Linked DNA regions of Anas platyrhynchos: regions 1 and 3 are each linked to region 2. Evidence: chromatin contacts called from public Hi-C data. All regions are on one chromosome and are shown on one strand. The core of a region is the stretch at or near the end of the contact, and the rest is flanking DNA. Distances in the headings are between cores, read along the strand shown.

The links. A called contact is a pair of places that touch in the nucleus more often than the background predicts.
Region 1: a Hi-C map of subcutaneous adipose tissue shows a contact between it and region 2, with 1.6 times the contacts expected there. The contact joins the enhancer-like site here to the promoter of PTMS in region 2.
Region 3: a contact with region 2 is called in a Hi-C map of subcutaneous adipose tissue, with 1.8 times the contacts expected there. The contact joins the promoter of GAPDH here to the promoter of PTMS in region 2. A contact is called at or near these places in 2 of 8 Hi-C or Micro-C datasets (skeletal muscle and subcutaneous adipose tissue).

Annotation. Positions count from the first base shown.
Region 1 is chr1:82,593,196-82,597,085 of IASCAAS_PekinDuck_T2T, reverse strand. No RefSeq gene overlaps it. Among named protein-coding and RNA genes, the nearest start is that of CHD4, 6.9 kb to the left of the region's middle. Within about 2 kb of position 2,380, at least 2 of the 8 cell types and tissues checked have an H3K27ac peak or open chromatin away from gene starts, as enhancers often do. A contact at or near this core is called in subcutaneous adipose tissue, where this site is marked.
Region 2 is chr1:82,452,257-82,456,310 of IASCAAS_PekinDuck_T2T, reverse strand. PTMS (parathymosin) reads left to right here and starts at 2,366. Exons shown (of 5, transcript XM_027449778.3): 1 at 2,366-2,814; 2 at 3,283-3,354. The coding sequence starts at 2,767.
Region 3 is chr1:82,654,140-82,658,324 of IASCAAS_PekinDuck_T2T, reverse strand. It overlaps GAPDH (glyceraldehyde-3-phosphate dehydrogenase), which reads left to right and starts at 1,474. Exons shown (of 12, transcript XM_038180584.2): 1 at 1,474-1,572; 2 at 1,924-1,977; 3 at 2,615-2,714; 4 at 3,032-3,138; 5 at 3,224-3,314; 6 at 3,486-3,601; 7 at 3,711-3,792; 8 at 3,954-4,105. The coding sequence starts at 1,955.

The DNA.
Region 1 (3,890 bases), core at 1,131-3,630, 140 kb before region 2:
TGACATCTGCTAAGACACCTTCAGCTCAGAGACGGCCAGGGGTTTGCAAAGCTGGTAGAGCGGAGAGGAAAACCTCTGGGAGAGGTTTTCTCCTCTCTCACAACGGGCAATAACCAGCCAGGTAGCTTCGAGGGCTGCACCCTCCGTACAGAAAGCAAGAATCACATACCAGGTCCTGCTCTAAGACAAGCTGCTCAGGGACGGGTCTCGCCTTGCAGCACGCACATGCACACGTCTTGCTTTTGAAGTTGCCACCTTGGCGACACTCGGACTTATGTTGCAAGTTTTTAACTTAAAAAAAAAAAAAAAAAAAGGAGGTATTGGGGATCAATGCCTTTATTATTTTGCACGAACGGTCTGGGGTCCTGGCTGGAAGGGCTGGCTATTTTTTTTCTTTCCTTCGTGAGCAGAGGCTCCAACTTGGTGTCCGCGACCCCTGTGGGGTTTTTTGTCCCCATCCCGTCCCCGCACCCAGGCTGTGCCCCCCACCCCCCGGCCAGGTCCCCCCCCCCCCTGCAGCCCTCCTGGGCAGCCCCACCCTGCGGCGCCGGGCACATCCATCCCATAATAGTCCACAAAGGCGAGTCCATCCCATAATAGCCACCCACGGGAAATGCTCCATGGCAACCGCCCCCCCCCACCCCCGCACCGTGGAGCAGCCATCCCATAATAACCCTCCCGCCGGCTTTATTGGCTACGACTTGGTGGGAGGCTGGGGAGGGGGAGCCGGGGCGAGGGGCCCTGTGCGGGACGGGACAGGGACACGGGGACATCGGGAGGGAGCCGGGATAAAGGGGGGGGGGGGGGGTCCTGGTGGGCACCCCACGAACCGCAGCTCTGGCTGCAGCCCCCCCGCCCTGGGCTGCACCGACATCCCATAATAGCATCCCCCCCCCCCCCCCCCTCCTCCTTCTCCTTCTCTTTCCCCCTCCATCCCATAATATTTCCCAGGGAGGCAGTAGGTACGGCGGCATCCCATAATAGCTGCCCGGTCACACGCGCTGGGAATTGTGCCATCCCATAATACTCCGCTCGCTCTGGCTGCAGAGGGCCCTGCCATCCCATAATAAGCCTCCTGCTTCCCCCTCCCTCCCCGCCGCCGCCTCATGGGGCACCCCCATCCCATAATACTTCCCCCCCCCACCCAGCCGCAGAAGGGCTGCCCATCCCATAATACTCCCTTGCCACCCACCTGCCCCCCTCCGGTGGCGGAAGGCCTCGCCATCCCATAATAGTCGCGGGCTCTCCCTTTCCCTCCCCACCCCCCCCCCTTCTCACCACCCGCCCGGCGCACAAGGCCCTCGCCATCCCATAATACCCACCGCCTGCCCTCTTCCCTCCCCTTCTCTCTCTCTTTTCCCTCTTCCCCATCGCCAACTCGGGGCCCCCGCCATCCCATAACAGCAGCCGCACGACCCCGCTGCCTGGTCCCCAGCCCCGTATCACGGCACCCTCCCTCCGAAGCCACCCGCTCTGTGTCCCCACGCGGTGCCGCGGTGGGCGCACCGGGTTTGGACGGGCCCTCCATACGCCGCTCCTCGGCGCGGTCATGACCGTCTCTGGGCTTTGCTCACCTCTGCCTCCGCGCCTCCCTTGTGCCTAAAGTTCGCTATCGGCTCCTCGCCGTAGCGTGGTTGAGGGCTCGGTGGCCGTGGTGGTGGTGGCGGCTGCGTTGGCTGCCCCGGCCGTGTGAGCGCAGCTCAGCACCCGCAAAATGCGTTTATGTTTTGGTAAAGCGAAAGTCTCCGAACAGCTAGAGGCGCGGAATAGTGAAATGTAAAAGGTTTGCGTTCAGGGAAACGCCAACAAAATGCCATTTCCCACACCCTGCATGGAGACTCCAGAATAACAGTAGATTACGAGTATCTATTGGGCTCGGAAACAGTAACAGGCGGTGGCAGCGCAGCCAGATGTTTCCTTTGTGGTGAGGGCCACAAACACAGCCAAGGTGCCTGCGCTCGTCCCATCGGGTCCTCGCGCAACAAGCGCAGGGATTAGGCTCTGGAGCAGCAGCAGCGAGTTTCGAACCCAGAGCAAGGAATGGCAGGAAAGATCCTGCTCTCCCTGCCAAAACCCCACCGCCGCTGCTCCAGGTGAAGCCGGACGGCCAGGAGCGCGCGCACGGCCCTCCGCCCGCCAGCGGCACACGGCAGCGCAAGGCATCGAGGTGTGGTCCCTTTGTCTGGTGGCTTTCTGGCGGCGGCCGCGGGAGCCCCCCTGGCAAACTCGGTGCTTTACAGAGTCCCCCTGTGGCAGCTCGCTTAGCGCAGAAAGCATCTGCAGGGGAGGGAGCGCGGCGTGGCGCAGGGTGCAGCCTGCAGAGCACCGTGCGTTTTGCTCTGGCTGTCACGCGTCGGGCCTGCCTGTTTTGCTTCCACGTGATCCTTTGGCACCGGCTAGGAACAAACGGATGAGCAAACACAGCGCTCCGTAGCCTGGAGAAGGAGCTCTGGACTCGGAGCCTGGGAGCACCGAGTCCCTTCGACAACGCCTCCTGCTCACTGCATTTCGTGTTTCTGTGCGCTTTGGTACCCGGTAATAGGTCTCCCCTCGTCAGGAGGACAGCTGTCCTTCACCTCTCTTGTGTAAAAGCTTAGGGGACAAAGGGGTTGATGCCAGGCTGAGCGAACAAGCTAACGCAGAGCTTTGGTTCGCAAGGTGCGACCTGTACCACCTGCACACGGCGCGTTTAGATCAACGTCACATCTCTTCAGCGAAATCCTGTGCGCACCTAGCGCAGGGGAGGAACCTGCACTGTTTCAAGCCTGGCTTTAATTGCGTGGATTTGTGGTTTGGGCACACGCTCACTCAGCAAAAACCCGCTGCTCGTTAGGCGCTCCTGCAACCCTGGCCATCCATTACTGACCTGCTGCAGCAGCAGCTGCTCCTCTCGCAGCTCTGGCGGGCATGCGTGTAATGCTCTGCTCCTGCTCCAGTGCAAAGTCCAGCGTGTCACAGCACACGAGCCGCAGGAGGAGGCCTGAGCTAAGCCGGGTGGTCCGACCCCAGTGCCGATTCTGGGACCCCACAGGGGCACCCCCTGCCTGCGTGCCCTGCCAGTAGTTGTTCCCTCCTCCCCTCTGCATGCCCTCCTTCCTCTCCTCTCCTCCTCTTCAGTGCCCAGAGCAGCTCTCGGGGAGCCAGGCTGCTCCCCTGGGGAGCAGGAGCAATGTTTCTTTAGGGGTAACAGCTACAGCTCGGCACTGTAAGCAGACCCAGGAGGGGCACTGGTGTACCAGGCAGCCAGCCGTGCCAGTCTGCGGGCTGTCACCGTGATTATACTCCACGAGCAGGCGTCTCGTCCTTTAGTGCAAGAACTCACCACGTTTAATTGCACCGATTCAAAACGTTGTGTCTCTGATGAGGCTTACACACACCCACATTTAGCCTACTGCTTTTAAAAATCCACACTTTTAGACGGCTTTTAAGTTGATTGATTTATGCCTATGGTATTGGTAAAATGGACAAACCATTTTATGAAAAACTCCAGTTTTCAGCTTTGCCCCCTTCTCTTTTCAAACAAATATTTCAGCCCTTGCATTTGAAGCAGCTGTTTCTAGCCATCAAGCCTCATTTCTCCATCCCCATCTGCCTCACAGTTCAGACAAAGCTTCTGAGAAGGCATGATCCATGGCAAAGCAAGTGCTGTGTCCCTTCCATGTCAGTCCATAGAGGAGATAAACATTTTTCTTCTGCCAGTTATTCTTAAGCGGCTAGGGACAGAACTGTGACGGATCCCAAAGTGCTAAGTTCAAGCCGCAGGCAGACCAAGAAGAAAGTTAAAAGCAGAGCTGGAGTTAGACTGTCTGGACAGTCCTGTTGTAAAGTGTTCAGTCGCTTATAACTTTTATGATTGGAACTGAAATTTTCCACTCTGGCTGTCTGCCAGA
Region 2 (4,054 bases), core at 1,117-3,616:
TCGGGTTTCCTCTCGCTGTGTCACACACGCTGCTTCCCATCCCAAAGCAGCGCCCATTGACATCGCCTCTCAGGAAGCCATTTCCCTATGCAAAGCTTGCCCAGGGGTTGAATTCTTGGAAGTGTCCTCCTGGCTTCTGGATACGGCATCGTGGAAGATGAAAAAAGTATTAATCTCCCTGATTTTTAATGGGAACTGGACAGAAAGATGAGCAGTGCGTATCAAACACATAAAAGTGCACATCCCCTCCTCACGCTGAGATTTTGCTGGTTTCACTTTACGTGAAAGGGTGCAAGCCCTGCGTCTGAATTTATGTAAATACAAGAAAAGCAAATGCAAATACATGGCCTTCTGCTCTGTTGTTCAGCACACAGTTTGGAGGGGGTTTATGAGTTATGTTCGTATATGACACCCATGAGTTAGTTCACAGAATAAAACTCTTAAAATATCCAGAGTGTTTTGGGCTTGCTCGGAGTTCCTTCAGCCTTCAGCATAAACGCTAAACTCCCCTCCCCCAGCGAAACGATACAGTGACAGGACTAGGAAGAACTATTAAAACAAAATGTATAAATATTTACTTTAGGAGCATGCACCCTGCATAAGCTAGAAGCAGAAAAATACTTATCGCAGATGAAAGCCCGCAGAAATAAACAGCCACGTGGCCACGTATGAAGACATACATGCGAACCTAAAACACATCTGTAGAAAAATACCATACTTTTATTACATACATACTGTACATACGTACATACTATAAACTCACAAAAGTAAGTGCATGTGAAGACAGAGAAAACACCACCACGGCACACAAATGTGTGTACAGATGCACACACCTATGTAAACGCAAAGCACAAACAGCACGCACCATAAAAATTTTAATTTATTGTACAGGGAAAATAACATTCATATTGTTCTCCGGGCTGCAGACATGCATACTGTCGATATTCCCAAACAACTACGTATCGTGTGACTTCTGTACCTCCTTCATCTTGTCTAAGGGCGTAAGACTCCAAAAAGGATGGAATGAATGTACTCTGCTGAGGTTGCAGAGCAACCTGAAGCACAGATTGGGTCGTGCATCTGCATGCCGCATGCTGAGTATCGTTGCGTACGCAACAACGAAAAATTCAGGCGGGAGAGAGGAGCGGAGAAAAGCCGTGAACCGACCCAGCAGATGAGATGCGGAGCGGTATAAATGTGATGGGAGAAGAGAAGGCACAGGTAGGTGAGGCTGTGAGGGGATGCCCTCGGGAGCTGAGTGAAGCAACCGCGTGCCAGCAGCCTGGAGAGCCCCACCAGCAGGAGCTGAAGCAGAAGCGGGCGTGTTGCAAGGCACGAGGAGGGGTTTACACGGGATGTAAGTGGGCAAACACTAGATACAGGGAAAAACTGGACGGGTGAAAAACGCGAGCGGGTGTCTGAGATAAGGGCAGAAAATCCGGGCTGGCGCAAAGAGCGGCAGAGCCACGGGTCACGCTGCTCCTGACACCCGGCAGCCCAGCTCGTCGATTTGGGGGGCTCCTGGTTTTGGGGTGTAGCTCCAGAAAGTATTAATTTTTGTTGTTGTGGCGGGAAGGAGGGATGAGAGAGGGTGCTTGAACTGAGTCTCAGGGCTTGGATGCGGATAGCTAGACCCAAGAAGCTGGCTAGGAGGGTTTATGAGGTAGGACAGAAAGTAATTAATGTGTTTTTGTTGTTTGTTCTGCGTTAATGTGTGCGTCTGGGATATGTTATGTTTTTTTGGGGGCAGGACGCGCTGTGTGTGGCTCGGAGGGGTGGCTGCGGAGGAGACAACGAGGCTGGGACCAGCCTCACCCCACACCTCAGCCTCATCCTCCTCACACCTCTTCCCCCTCACACCGCCCCTCGGGGGCCGGGCCGGCGGGGCGCGGTGCCGGGGCCGGGCAGCAGGGGGCAGCGCCGGGCGGCCGAGCGGCTCCCAGCGGGCGGCTCCTCCACACGGCCCCGGGGCCGGCCTCCCTCCCAGCACCACCTCCCCGCAACCCCCTCAGCCCGCTGCGCCAACCGTCCCCTCACCCCGCCCCCCCCCCAACCACCGCAGGGCGGCCCGTCAGCCAATGGGAGCCCTGTTGCCAGGCAGACGGCTCATTTGAATAGCCCAATGGGGGCTCCCGCCCCGCCGCCCCTCCTTATATGGGCAAGCGGGAAAAGCAGCCCGCCCCCCCCCCCCCCCCCCCACCGGCCGTTGAGGAGGGACCATGAGGGGAGGAGGGGGGGGGGGGGGGGCGCGAGTGGAAAATTCCAGGCGGGAGCGCGGCACGCGCGCGGCGGGGGGGGCGGGGCCAGGAGGGACCAGGCGGCAGCGCCGCTCCCGCCCCGCCCTGGCACCTCCGGGGCATCTGCGGGCGGGGAGGGGCCGGCAGCAGGCGGCGAGGGCTCCCGTGAGGGGAAGCGGGGGGGGGTGCCTGGGGAGGGGGCCCGCCGCGCATTGTTCTGGCGGCCCCGCTCCGCCGGGCCTCCGCCCTCCGTCCCTCCTCCGCCTCCCGGCCGTCCCCTCTCCCCTCCCTTCGCCAGGTCCCTCCTTTCCCCGTCAGCCGGCGCTGTATAAATCCCCTCCGCCGCCGGGCTCCCCCCCGATCGCGGCAGACCCTTTGAGTACTTTGGCCCGCGGGGCGGGGAGAAGCAGCCGGGACTCCACCGGGACTCGGGAGCCGCCGCCGGGACTCGCCGCTCCTCACCGCGCACCCCCACCCCTTAACCCCCCCTTCCTTCCTTCCTTCCCTCCCTCCCCCCCTCAGCGCCAGCATGTCGGAGAAGCGCGTCGAGGAGGCGCCGGCGGAGCTGAGCGCCAAGGTGAGGCCGCGCCGAGCGCGCACCCCCCCTGCCCCGCGTCCTCCCCCGGCCCGCGCCGGGCGAGGACTGCGGCTCGCCCGCTCCGCGCTCCGGAACCCCCCCCCCCAACACCCCCCCCACTGCGCGCGCGCGGGCGGCCGGCAGGGGGGCGCGCGAGGGCCTCCGCCAATGGGGGGGCTGGGGCGGGGCGGGGCGGGGGGCGCGCGGGAGGCTGCGCGCGCGGCTTGGCGCGGGCGGGAATCGTGGGGGGGGGAGGTGGTGGCGGGAATCTGGGGGAAAGAGCGCCCGCAGCACCCCCCCGTGCACACACACACACACACACACACACACGGGGTGCTGCCGCGCGTGTCCCACGAGCACACCACAAAGCCCAAACCCACCCAAAATGCAACACCAACACCACCTCCTCCCGGCTTTGTGGCTCGGTGCTGAGCGCGCCACGATGGTTTTGTCTCGGTTGGTGTGCAGGAGATGAAGGAGAAGAAGGAGAAGGTGGAGGAGAAGGCGGTGCACAAGGAGAAGAAGAAGGAGGTGGTGGAGGTGAGGGCTGGTGCTGGGCACGGCGCCGGGAGCCCCGGGTCGCTGCGAGCTTGGAACGCCAAGGGAGCGTGGGCGATGCAGGAGGAACGCGTAAAGGAAAGGGGGGGTGAATGAAGAGCCAGCTGGTGGGTAATTGTGGAGAATGAGCCTTGAAGGACTAAGCATCGTCAGCACGGCCCCGTGAGCTGGGAAAGGATCAAAGGGGAGAGCAGAGACAAGTGGGAATCGAGAGGAGGTGACAGGGGATGTGGTCCTGCACCCACTCGGGCATCCTGAGGTCTGTAAGGAACATACGGCTGGAGGGAGGACCAGCAAGGAAAAGCACGGACTGGTGAAAGTCCAAATCAGTGTGATAACGGATGTATTACGAGCACGCCAGGGGGATGCTTGGGTTGCTGGTTTGGGACAGCAGCAGCCTGTCAGGGTGCGAGCTGGTGGGCGTCACAGCTTCGTACTGGTGGGGAGGGACTGGGGGGACTGGTTTTGTAAAGGAGGCAGGGTGGGAGGAGGGTTCTGGCTGCATGGGGCAACTGGGACGGTGGGAAGGATGTTGTCTGAATAACAGTGCAGAGGTCACCCACTTGATGCATGCCTGAGACCGGAGTCTGAAGTGGCTGGAGGTGTGCAGATAATGCTTGCAGCAAGGAACTCGTGGAAATGTTGTCCTGATGCCAATTCCGGCTCTGACCAATTTGCTTAA
Region 3 (4,185 bases), core at 225-2,724, 200 kb before region 2:
CAACGGGGCCGCTGCGTTGGCTCATCCCGCCCGCACTCTGCCCCCCTGCGCGGGGAGCTGGGCTGCCCGAGTGTTTGCTGAGCAAACACGGCGCCTCCCGTGCCTGCTGGGGGTGCCCGGGCAGCTCCCCCCGACCCCGCGGCCGGCTGCTGTGCAAGGGGTGCAGGGGGGGGTGCAGGGGGGATGCAGGGGGGGTCCCCCCCGCCGAGGGATCGCGCCCCTTGCAGCTATCCCGCAGCAGCTCTTCCCCCCTGGCCTTTAAGAAAAGGTCGTAACCTCGGCCGGGGCTAAACTTAGCCGCCTGCCCCTCGGTGCACCGGGAATAGCAGCTGTATAAGGAGAGTTGGGTTACGTACGAGATGTGTGACCCCTTGCTAGGCACCCACCCCCCCTACTCTTCCCTCGAGCGTAGCTGGAGTCCTGCTTGGCTGAGCCAATTCGGCCCTCCACATCTGCAAGCCAACATCCCATGCCTTCCCAAACCTTTTTCCTTGCCCCCCCATCTCCTCTCAGGCACCATGTTCCAGGTGCCTGCTCCCTGGGCACCCCCCTCCCAAGGGATGGAGGCTTTCGAGCCTAGCGTGGGTCTGTCCCACAGAGCCCCGGCTTGGGCTGCACCAGCCCTGTTGCTTCCCAGCGGCGCACGCCGAGCCAGCACGGCACAGCTTGGAGAGCCTCTCCAGCACGTGGGGTGCCAGTAGGGCCACGGTGGCTGTCACGCGGGGAGCACTCCCTTTTCACACACCCCAAACCCAGCCGGCCGGCAAAAGGCGGGCCAAGGTGGTGGCGGCACGCCGTAAGCTCTCCCGGGGCGATGGGCAGGATTTCCGCCGTCACGTCCCGCGGGTAGCAGCAGCAGCAGCAGCGCCGCAGTTCCTCATTACCATGGTCCTCACGCTGTGTGCCGCGCTGCCTGCTGGGCAGGCAGCCGCATTCAGAGCATGGCCTGGCTAAAACCACGCAGGGGGGACAGAGAAAGGGTTGGGGGGCCCTCAGAGTGGGGACTAGCAGCCATCCTTATTCATGTTGTGATGGCAAGGAGCAGGCATGGCGACCTGCTTCTCCCTCGGTGCGGGAGGCTTGGGGGACCCACTGCTGCCATGTGCCCAAGCAGGGGGAGCGAAGCAGGCAGCAGCCCAGCACAACCCTCTCCTTTGTTGCCCATCTACCACGAGGATCCCCCCCCCATTCCCCATGCTGTGTGCAGGGAGCCCCCAAGTGCCAACCCCCTGTCCCTATCCCCACCACCACCACCACGAGGGGCTTTGTCCGCCCCGCCACACACACAGCTCCCCCCCCCCATCACACCACACATGGCGTTGGAGACCCTGGCCCCATTCCTCCTCCCCCCATCGCTATTTTTTTTTTTTTTTGGGGGGGGGGGGTCCCTTTGTTGCGGGGGCCGCCGGCTGGGCGCACGTAGCCCCGGCCCGGCCCCTGCGCTGCCATTCGGCGGCGGCCGAGCGGGGCGGAGCGGGGCGGGGGGGGCGCAGCCTCGGCGGCTATAAAGGGCGGCGGAGGGGCCCCCGGCCACCTCCTCACTGCGCGCCAGGCACCGAGCGGAGGCAGCCGGTAACGGGATGGGGCTGGGTTTGGGGGCGGGGGGCTGTGGGTTTTGGGGGGAGGGGGGGGGTTGGGGAGCGGGGTGAGGGAGGAGGAGGAGGGGAGGGGCACAGTGCAGCCCCGCTGGGGGATGGGGAGGAGGGTGAGGGGCTGGGGGTGGGGGGGCACAAAGGCACAAAATGGAGGCGGTGGGGAAGGGGGGGGGGTTGGAGGGGGTTGGGGGCGGGATCAGAACGTGCGGTGGGGGGGGAGTCGTTAATAGGGTGGGGGGGCGTTAATAGGGGTTGGGGGGGCGTTGAGGGGGCGGCGGATCGCGGGGTGCGGAGTCCCGAGGGCTGACGGCTGGTTTTGTCCCCGCAGGAACATCTCTCCCCCACCCCCCCGAGACAAGATGGTGAAAGTCGGAGTCAACGGGTGAGCGCCAGGGCCGGGCGCTGCGGCACCGGGAGGCGCCCGGCGGGGCGGGGATGTGCATGGAGGACAGAGGGGGGGTAGGGGGAGGAGGATGGGGCAAGGTCGGCTGAAGGACGCGGGGATGAGGTTTGGGGATGGGGTTTGGGGGGGATTGGGGGTGCTGCATGGGGACCCCTGCACCCCGGGTAACGGCCCCGCAGAGGGCGGGGTGCTGAGTCACTTCCCTGCAGGGACGTGGGGTGAGTCACCCAGGAAGGACCGGCGCTGTCGGCGCGGCCCCGTCTCCATTTTGGGGTCCCCCGCGCCCCACTGCGGGCTGTGGGGATGGTGGCTCCCCAGGGAAAGGTCGCCAGGTGGATCGTGTGTCGGCAGCGCCCCGGGAATGTGACCTTCTCCCACCCTGCTGAGGAGTAACCGGATCCCCCGGGGCTTTCAGTAAATTTAGCGCCTGACCTTTCTGGCGGGGTTGCTCCGGCTGGGGGTCGCTCTTAATTTTTAACCGTGGCTCCTTGGCCTTTGGACGCTGCTGTTGGACTCCCTCCTGCCCTTCCGGGCAGGGAGCGGTGGATGTTCTTCCATGCCCAGTCAGGCATGTTGCTTGCTGCTCCTCCTCATCTGCATCTCTTTTTCTCCCCAGATTTGGCCGTATTGGGCGCCTGGTCACCAGGGCTGCCATCCTGTCTGGCAAAGTCCAAGTGGTAGCCATCAATGATCCCTTCATTGATCTGAACTACATGGTGAGTTGCCTTGGAGTGCCCCCTCTGGGCACTATGTGTACCTTGCCTCTCATGGAAATAGCACAATGGGGCAAGAGGCTCCCCTAGCTCTGTTCTAGCTGCTCCCCATGGCAACTACATGTCAGGCTGGAGATGGATTAAGGGGCAAATGAGACATAGTAGTGTAGGCTAGGGAGATACGGCAGAGCCAAGTACAGAATCTCAGTTGGACAAGGTCACTGAGAAGGTGGAGAGCTGAGATTGTGGCATAGGCAGAGCAAGGGGTGGGGAGATTGCAGCCAGGATGTCTGACCTTCCTTCCCCGTTCTCCCTGCTAGGTTTACATGTTCAAATATGACTCTACTCATGGCCACTTCCGGGGCACTGTCAAGGCTGAGAATGGGAAACTTGTGATTAACGGGAATGCCATCACCATCTTCCAGGAGTAAGTATTTTTCTCTGCTTGCCTCTTCGGAGAATAAAAGAAATCAGTCTTGTAGAACAGCTCTCAAGATTTCATCTATCCTCAGGCGCGACCCCAGCAACATCAAGTGGGCAGATGCTGGTGCTGAATACGTTGTGGAGTCCACCGGTGTCTTCACCACCATGGAGAAGGCTGGTGTAAGTATGCCACTGTAGCTTGTGGAGAGATGGGATACTGCTGATCCTTCCTGTGGGTCACATTGAGAACCCTGTGGGTTCTTCGGAATAGGGAGGAGACTGTCTGAGGAAGTGTCTTGCTGCTTAGCTGTGGGGCATTGCAGGTTATCTAATCGCTTTCCCTTTTTCCAGGCTCACCTGAAGGGTGGTGCTAAGCGTGTCATCATCTCCGCCCCCTCAGCTGATGCTCCCATGTTCGTGATGGGTGTGAACCATGAGAAGTATGACAAGTCCCTGAAAATTGTCAGGTAAGGAGAAGGATGCTCCCTGGCCTGCGATTTTGACCAGCTGCTTGGGATCTCACCTCACCTCACTAGATAATGTTGCCTCTGGCTGATATTTGCCTTTCTTCCTCAGCAATGCCTCTTGCACCACCAACTGCCTGGCGCCCTTGGCCAAGGTCATCCATGACAACTTTGGCATTGTGGAGGGTCTTATGGTAAGTCTGGAGCTTGCTGATCAGGAGAGAGCCCTACCCCAGGCTCCTCATGTATGAAGAAAAGCATCCGCCCTCCCTTGGGATGGAGGGGAGGTGCCTGAGATGCTTTTTTTGGAACATCAGCAGTGTTCTCACTGTTGTGCTCTCTTCCTCCCCCGCAGACCACTGTCCATGCCATCACAGCCACACAGAAGACAGTGGATGGCCCCTCTGGGAAGCTGTGGAGGGATGGCAGAGGAGCTGCCCAGAACATTATCCCAGCCTCTACTGGGGCTGCTAAGGCTGTGGGAAAAGTCATCCCTGAGCTCAACGGGTGAGTGTTGGCCTTCCTTGGGTGTAAGGAGGAGGTGGCAGCCAGTGCTTGGCTGGCTCTGACCTGTTCCTAGCAGGATG